Regions from separate parts of the Mus musculus genome. Here region 2 is linked to region 1. The links are chromatin contacts, called in public promoter capture Hi-C maps. All regions are on one chromosome and are shown on one strand. The core of a region is the stretch at or near the end of the contact, and the rest is flanking DNA. Distances in the headings are between cores, read along the strand shown.

Region 1 (4,098 bases), core at 1,235-3,734:
AAAAATTAAGCCGGGCATGGGGGCTCACGCCTTTAATCCCAGCACTCGGGAGGCAGAAGCAGGCGGGTTTCTGAGTTCGAGGCCAGCCTGGTCTACAAAGTGAGTTCCAGGACAGCCAGGGCTACACAGAGAAACCCTGTCTCAAAAAACCAAAAAAATAAAAAATAAAAATAAAATAAAAAAGGAGGTGAGAGTGTAAGAGGGAGTATGAAAAAGGTAATGTTCTGCCATCGCTTACAATTGAAAAATAATATATATTAAAAAGAAAAAAAAAAGCTGGTGAAATGACCCATTTCAGAATCACTGGAGAAAAAACAACTGCCTTCACAAACATTAGTGACCGTGTGCTGCAGGAACTGGGACGACAACTCCATCTGGCTGGGCCAACGTTGAGTTACACACAAACCCTGGGAAGAAGCCAGCCTCCTCCCTTCCGCTCACACCAGCCAGAGAGCTGGACATCCCGAGAAGAAACCAGCCGCTGCTCCCAGCACTTAGTCTACAAATGCCTACAAAGCCCACTGAACCAACCTGCCTCCCAGGGCGAGTCCTGTGCTATCTGGAGTGACAGCCCAGACTCACCCAGGACAAAGCCAGAGAAGCAATATTCTGAAACACAGCAAAACCTCAAACATGGCTGCCACCCATGATGGAAAAGAACTGAGTTTATGTCTTCAGGTCCCTCTGCAGACCGTCTGAGCCTGGGAGTGGCCCACACTTCCCTCTAGTCCAAAAGAAAGATGCGACTAACCGTCCTGTCTCATCCTAGTCACTGGGTCACAGCCAGCAGTCCCCGGTGCATGGTAAGAATCAGGAGATGAGATCACCCTATGCATCTGCTGTTAGACTTTCCAAGGCGCTCCCCGCCACTCTGGAGGAGTCAGTGTTAGCGGCTCCTTGGGGAGGGTCGGGGCTGGAGCTCCGTAGGGGGCTTCCCACCACACTCCAGTGTGCGGCCCAGGCATCTCAGGGGCCATCACATCCTGTTACCAAGTCCCTCCTTGTCCTTGGTCCTGCACCTGCCTCTGACCTCAGGAGCACCCACGGTCACTCTAAGTGACAGACAGACAACAGCTCCATCCAAAGACAGGAGTCCCTGAATACTCTAATACACTGGCAGTGCACAGATCTGTGGCACCTTGAGTCGGCTTGGGACAGTCCTGCCCTCAGGACATGTCTCAAGGTTCTTCTCAGCCCATCCAGCCCAGGAGCCTGGGGTCCAAGGGCCTTCATCTTCATGCACAAGTCCCCCCTCAGGCAGCAGCCCAGGTAGGGCCTGCTCCCAAAGCCTTCCTGTGGCAAGGTGTCACAGCAGGCTGGTGAGAGAGCCCGCTGAGAGCCCAGCTGGCGCTACGTGCCTGGAAGCCAAAGGTGAAAGGGCAAGAGGTCAGGTGCTGGGCCTCGTTTTCTTCTTCTCTGGCACACCAGGGGCTCACTACCAGGGATGCCCCTACCAAGTGCTGTGTGACTCAAATGTACTTGAACCTTGGCTGGACAGCCACCGCCACCCTGCCACTGACAAGCCGCAGGGCCACCAAACAGGAGGCTGAAGTCCAGGCACTCAGCAGCACCACCCAGAAATGAGGAGGACTCCACACTCTTCACAGACCGCCGGGAGGGCTGAGCATCCAGGCAGTTCCAGAAATATCTCATGTGGCCCTACATGGGGCCAGCTGTCCTCAAGGCTTCCCAGAACCACGCCCCTCCTCCCCACCTCCCTTGAACCCGGTGGGGCTGGCAGGACTTGCGGCTCTCTCTCTGCTCAGCAGAGAGGGCTACTGGGCCCAGGACACAGTGTTCTAGAAACCCCGTCCAACACCGTGTGGGAAGTGTCTGCAATCTGCACACCGCCAGCCCTCCCAGGTCCCGTGCCCTGCCATGTCCAAGTCTTCCCATACCCTGGCCATGACCTTGGCAGTCAGTCCACCTCTGTGCCAGCCAATGTAAGCAAAGGTGTGTGTTAGCAGCTATTCAAAGTGCCAACACAGCCCAGGAGCACACCAGACAAAGGCAGCATGTCACAAAGCCGGGACTGTCCCCTCGGGGAGCCAGAACCTGGTGTCCAGACCTTGGTGGCACTCTGGGAAATAAGTCACAAGCTTGTCGTTGCTTTTGTTAGACAGGAAAAGGTCATTCACAGCCTGTTTGTTTGGGTGGGGGGTGGTTGTTGGAAATAGAACTCGCCTCCTGCTTACTATACGGCCAAAGCCGGCTTTGAACCCAATTCTCCTGCCTCCACCAAGAGCAGGAACGGCAGGCAAGACCTCTCCAGCTCTGGTCTTTCTTGACAGCTGAAATCCTCTCCCCAATCCTCACAGCATCAAAAAAAAAAAAAAGTCTCCTGCGCCCAGTCAGAGAGGGAAAGCCGGTGGCTTTTTTTATTTTTATTTTTTAAATCTTATTTATTTGTATGTGTGTACACATGTGCCACAAGGAACCTGGAGGCCAGACAACTGGATGGAGTCAGTTCAGGTAACCAGGCAACAGGGCAAGCATGTTTATCCACCCCTTGTCTGACATGGGGGGAGGGGAGGGGAGGGGAGGGGAGGACCGGGACAGTACACAGGAATGTCCTGTGCACTCACACAAGTAACTAATAAACGCAGATGTTGGTTTACATTTCTTCTGGGGCCTTTTTGGGGAGGAGGGGAGTCTTGTTTTGTTTTTGACGGTAGTCCCATTCTATACCTCACGCTGTCCCAGAACTCACAGCAATCCTCCTGCCTCAGCCTCTTGAGTGCTAGGCTGACAGGCACGTGGCGCTGAGCCCAGTTCTGTGTTATTTTAGAATGGAGGAGCTTTAGAGGCCTTTATTCTCTGCTCTACCTGACTTTTTCTGCAATTGCATTAAAAAAATATTAGTGAGCTGTTCTTGCCTAAACCAACAACTGTGTTGTGGAGAACGTCTTTTTGTATTGTATGGCTGCAGCACCTGTCATATTTTGAGTCTGAGTCTTATTTCTGGGAGCACGGGGCTGGGAGGCAGAACCTGACCTAACTTCTACAGGGCTGCCCAAGACCCTAGAAGCTACTGTGGAAACTCAGTCCATACACAGAGAGCCTAGGCTACCACTCAGCGCGACCCACCACAGCTGCAGCAGAGGAAAGGAGAAAAAGCCGGGACAGCATCTCCCAGGGTGGGAAGCGAGTCTGCCCGCCCACCCACCCGCCTGCTATCGCCCATGCAGCAGCAGCAGCAGCAGCAGCAGCCACAGCGCAGGGCGTGAGGTACGTACGGCAGGTGTACACATCTCTGTACTCCATGTGCTCATAATCGGGGAGAATTTTCATGAAGCGTCCTGACTTCACTCGAGGATTTATACCTGAACGGACACAGCAGGAAAGGCTGAGGGTCCCCTCACAGGTGAGCGGCTGCCATGTGATGTGACCTGACATCCTCTTCCTCCTGCTACTCCTACTTCTGGGGGGTCAGACAGTGCCAGACTGGCCAGGTCAGCTGCACTATGGGGCATGTCTCCACGTTTATTGCGACTCGCTGCAGCCATAAACTCTGGTGGCCCCTGGGATCCAGGAGTGGGAGAGCAGTATGGCTGACAGGTCCGTAAAGTCGTGGAGGGTTCTGTCCCTACAGAGGCACGGCTTCACACTCTCCTGTCCTCACGATGTGTGTTCTAAGACATCACATCTCTCACTGCTGAATCCAGACTGGCTGGAGCGGCCACCTGTTCAGGGGCTCAGGCTGACTCCCCTCAGCCATCAGGCCCAGCTTAGGAGTGTTTGCAGACTTTCAGAACCTCAGCTCCCATACTCAGTGTGCAGTACGCTCTGGCTGATGCAAAGCAAACACCCAGGTGCTAAGAGGCAGGCAGAGGCTGGCCCTGCAGCTGCAGCACATTCACAGAGCCAGACAGCAGAACGCCGCTGTCCTTGCCTGCCTGTCTGCCTCCACCACACGACAACGTCTCCAGACCCTGTACCTGGGAGGGTTCTCCCTCAGGACAGAGGAGCACAGCTCTGAGGAACGCCATCCCTGTGTGCTCCATGGGCTGTCACGAGACACTGACACCTGGCCAGCGTCCACAGCTGCGTCCCTGTGAGGATGAGGCTGCGGCACTCATCACTCCTGGGGGGCAAGCT
Region 2 (3,935 bases), core at 316-2,815, 330 kb after region 1:
TGCCACCATGCATGGCTAAGGCTTCATGTCTCAGCAGTCTCTGCCTCCGTAGAGACTCCCCCCATCAGAACCCCTTCATCTGCAGTTGCCTGTGTGTATCCACTCTGTGGAAGTGCAGACTCAAGTGAAATTCAAGCAGCCTGGGGGATGGCCCCTAATCCTGGGACAGCAAGCGCTAGGGTCAAGCACAGCACTGTGAACAGTAAGGTGACCTCTCCTCAAAGACAACCTTTCCCAGGCTTGGTGAAAGCAGGGAGGCACCTTGTCTGTGTGAATCTGATAAGCCGAGAGGGGAACAATGGGGCAAGGTGGGCACCAGCTGCAGGTGGAAACCGAGGGGAACAGGTGCTCTCATGTGCGGCTGCAGGTGGAAACCGAGGGGAACAGGTGCTCTCACGTGCGGCTGCAGGTGGGAACCGAGGGGAACAGGTGCTCTCACAAGCGGTTGCAGGTGGGCTCAGGGCATGACAAAACAGCAACATGTCCCACTGCACTGCCATTTGATCAGCATATATTAAACATGAACCACAGGTAATATTTTGTAGACAACTGAGCAACTGAACCACACAGTGTGAAGGCAGGGCCTCAGGGACCCAGGGTACCAGGGGGGCTGCAGGAAGCAATTACCAGTGCTGCCTGGTCCCCTAAAGGAACCCTGAGACCTTGACAAGTGTATGCAGTTGTCTGTGGAGTGAGGAACTGGGTTTTAACACTGTACTCTGTGTAAACATAAATGAAAACACTGTAAAACCAGTGAGCACACCTACCTCGCCACCTTGGTAGCAGCTGGGTCCCCATACTAGAGCCCCCAGCTTCCTCAGCTCTAGCCCCAAGAGAGCTAGAGAGCCTCCACTATGGGGGAGGGGAGTTCCTGGCTTGCCTTGGTCAAACATTAACCAGTACAGCCTGAGTGGCCCCAGTTTACCAGAATCCCGACTTCTCCAGGATGTAGAGGGAGCAGCTCCCACAAAGGCTGTGCCGACTCAGGCCTCGCAGATGCCAGGCAGCCAGACTAATTATATGTCATGATGCAGTTTGGTGAACAGACCACAAAGACAGGAATCTGCATTAATTATCTGGCCATGGCAAACTTCAGGTGGAAGGGAAGCAGGAAGACTCCCTGGTGCTGGTGATGGAGGCTACAGCAGTTGCTTTACCTCCAGGAAGCCAGAACACTCATTTGCACTGAGTCACCTCCCTCTTTATAGCTCCGGCTGATGTAACACCGGCTGTGACTAGACTAGAGAAAGCTCCCTTGCCTGTGTAGCTGCTACTGCAGTTGCTGCCGCTGTACCGCAGTGACTTGCTTGAAAACTCCCATGTCTCCCAGAGTAAAGGAGTAAGAGGAGACTGTGGGATGAACACAGGCCCCCACCCCCTGAGAGGCTTCCCCCATCGCCCTTGTCCCTTCCCCCACAGGTCACCAATCTGACAGCTTTCCTTAGACAGTCCCACATTTCCTTATAGGTACTGACAAAGAAACTTGCAGAGCAGCCGAGCCTCCCTTGATCCCGCCTCCCCACACACCCTTCTGGTGTGCAAGAGGCTGGCAGATTGCATCACTAGCCAGATCCCATTTGGCTGGGGTGAGCCAGCAGGAGGGGTGTGGCTAAGCCCAAAGCCTACAGCCTCAGCCTTGACAGCTGTGGTCTCTAAGGGAAAGTATGACACTGCTCTGGGCTCCAGGAACTGTGCCTCTGCTGAGTCGCCCTGTAGGAGGTGCCCCTCTAAACCTCTCAGAAGGGAGCAGTGTATTGAACCACTATCCTCACTGTCCCAGTGGGCCCCTCTGCTACTCTAATACCCTGCCCTGTCTGGGCCAAGCCAGCTTCTCTCCTGCCAAAACCAGGTCTGATCCCAGACTGCAGGCCAAGTGGACAGAGAAGGGCCAGCACGGGCCTCGGCAACTGGGGTTGAACTTCTTCCTAGCTGACGACTTCTCCTCTGACATCAGAAGAAGACAGAACAAAAGAGACTCTATACTTTCAAGTCTCTTATAAAAGCCAGAGCAGGTGGTAAACCGGTAATGCGCACTGACTCGGGAACAAGCGGACAAGGGATTATTATGCCCCGCAGCCCCGCTTTCAAAACCAAACAATCTGAAATAAATGAATGAATTCATCTGGGTCCAGGGGCTTCTGGCCTTCTCGAGACACTGTCATGAGAGGCGGTCAGAAGACCGACCGGAAGGAACCTCAGTTCCCTACCCAGACAATCCACCACCTCGTCACTGTCTCCCCACCAAAGACAAAGCCAGCAGGACTGTGCCGTGACAAGGGGATAGCCTGGCCTTAGCGTAGGAGGCGAAAGGCTGGTCCTTTTGGGGGTTCCCCACGTGACACCAATAGATAAATGTGGCTGTGCTGGCTAACAGCTGGACCTGTGAGATAAAAAGCCCAGAGCCTCATCCTGGGTGCAGATAGCTATGCAGGTCAGGCCCTTGGCCCACGGGCCTAATAGTGATGTTCTTCACAAGGTTAGTTCTCATCCCTAGCCACCTGCATGGGGACACTCAGGCTCCACGGCTCACACTTCAGAGTGCTGGAGAGACCCTTTACTGTCTGGCTGGGTCAGCAAAACAGTGCTCGGGCCATGGGAGAAGTCCTAGGCTCACCCTGATACCACCTGACCCATGGCTGAGCAGGCACCAGAATCTCTTCCCTAAAGGGCCAAATGTGACGGCCGGAGCTGCTGCCTCAGTACAATGGGCAGGAGGTAGAAACTCATGGGGCTGGTGCTGCCCACACTCTCCCACCAAGTCTCCCAGGCCTCCTGGGGCAGGGTAGAGCAAGTGGCTGGTGGCTTCACTGGTTCCAGGAAGCATGACTGGTCCCCCAGGGTGCATCTATCCTTGGCCCACTGATTGGACGAAGGCCTGAGCCTGGGTGGGCTTAGATGACCTGTCTGGAGGTGATCCTAGCTCCATCTGAATCGAGTCAGTCAGCACACGCAGGGATTCCCTGATGGACCCAGGACTCCCGACATCAGTAGTACTTCCTTACTCCTTAAAGTCTGGGTGTTTCAGGTTCCCCACTCAAGTCTCTCAGGTAGAGCCCAAAAGAGCCCCAGTGAGCCTCTGTGCAGGTTCAAGATCTGTCTGGCAATAACCAGGTGGCCAGTTACCCCAGTACTCATCCTAGCCAGACAGACTCCTAGACTCCTCAGGTGCTGGTAAAAACAGCCCCCCCCCCCAATCACTGGCGATCCCACCCAGACAAGTCCAAGACAGCCGAGCCTCTAAGGTCAGCAAGCTCCCACATGCTAGGGCCATTAGCCCAGGTTGCCCACTTAGATACAATGGGTGACTTCTCTAGAATCCCTTTCCTGGGCTCCCAAGTATGCATGTAGCCACACAGGTCAGGAAACCTGCAGGGTGTGATCCAACTCCAGCATAGGATGTCACTCTGATGGGCCGAGAATCCTGGCACATCCGAGGAACGTAGCTGCTGTGGAGTCTTCAATGTTTTGTTTCTTAAATTTGAGACAGGGTTTCTCTGTGTAGCCCTAGCTGTCCCAGAGCTCGCTCTATAGATGCTGTCCTTGAACTCAGGCACATACCACCACACCTGTGCCCCATCCTCAGGTCTATGTGGATTCTCCAGTATCTTCCTCTCGGTGTGGGATGGGACTCAGGCCTCATATACACTGAGCACTAGTCAACCACAGACAGTTCCAGGGGTGCAGGTGTCCCTGACTATTCAAACAAGCCTGGCATATCCTTTCAACAGGCCAGAAAACATCAGCTTAGTAAGATGAAACATAGGCAGGAGAGATGGCTCAGCGGTTAAAAGCAATGAGTGCTCTTCCAGAGGTCCTGAGTTTAAATCCCAGCAACCACACAGTGACTCACAACCCCTTCTTCTGGTGTGTCTGAAGACATTTACAGTGTACTCATATACATGAAATAAATAAATTTTAAAACAAAACAAAACACC

What was found. Capture Hi-C pulls out chosen DNA fragments and counts their contacts.
Region 2: a promoter capture Hi-C map of adipose tissue shows a contact between it and region 1. The contact joins two enhancer-like sites. A contact is called at or near these places in 3 of 39 promoter capture datasets (the SN4741 cell line, hippocampal neurons and pre-B cells) and 1 of 9 other capture datasets (adipose tissue).

The regions. Positions count from the first base shown.
Region 1 is chr8:121,561,402-121,565,499 of GRCm38.p6, forward strand. All of the region lies in intron 2 of Fbxo31 (F-box protein 31), which reads right to left. Among named protein-coding and RNA genes, the nearest start is that of Fbxo31, 15 kb to the right of the region's middle. Within about 2 kb of position 2,485, at least 49 of the 459 cell types and tissues checked have an H3K27ac peak or open chromatin away from gene starts, as enhancers often do. A contact at or near this core is called in adipose tissue, where this site is marked.
Region 2 is chr8:121,897,041-121,900,975 of GRCm38.p6, forward strand. The region is part of intron 1 of Slc7a5 (solute carrier family 7 (cationic amino acid transporter, y+ system), member 5); the gene reads right to left. Among named protein-coding and RNA genes, the nearest start is that of Slc7a5, 8.7 kb to the right of the region's middle. Within about 2 kb of position 1,566, at least 379 of the 459 cell types and tissues checked have an H3K27ac peak or open chromatin away from gene starts, as enhancers often do. A contact at or near this core is called in adipose tissue, where this site is marked.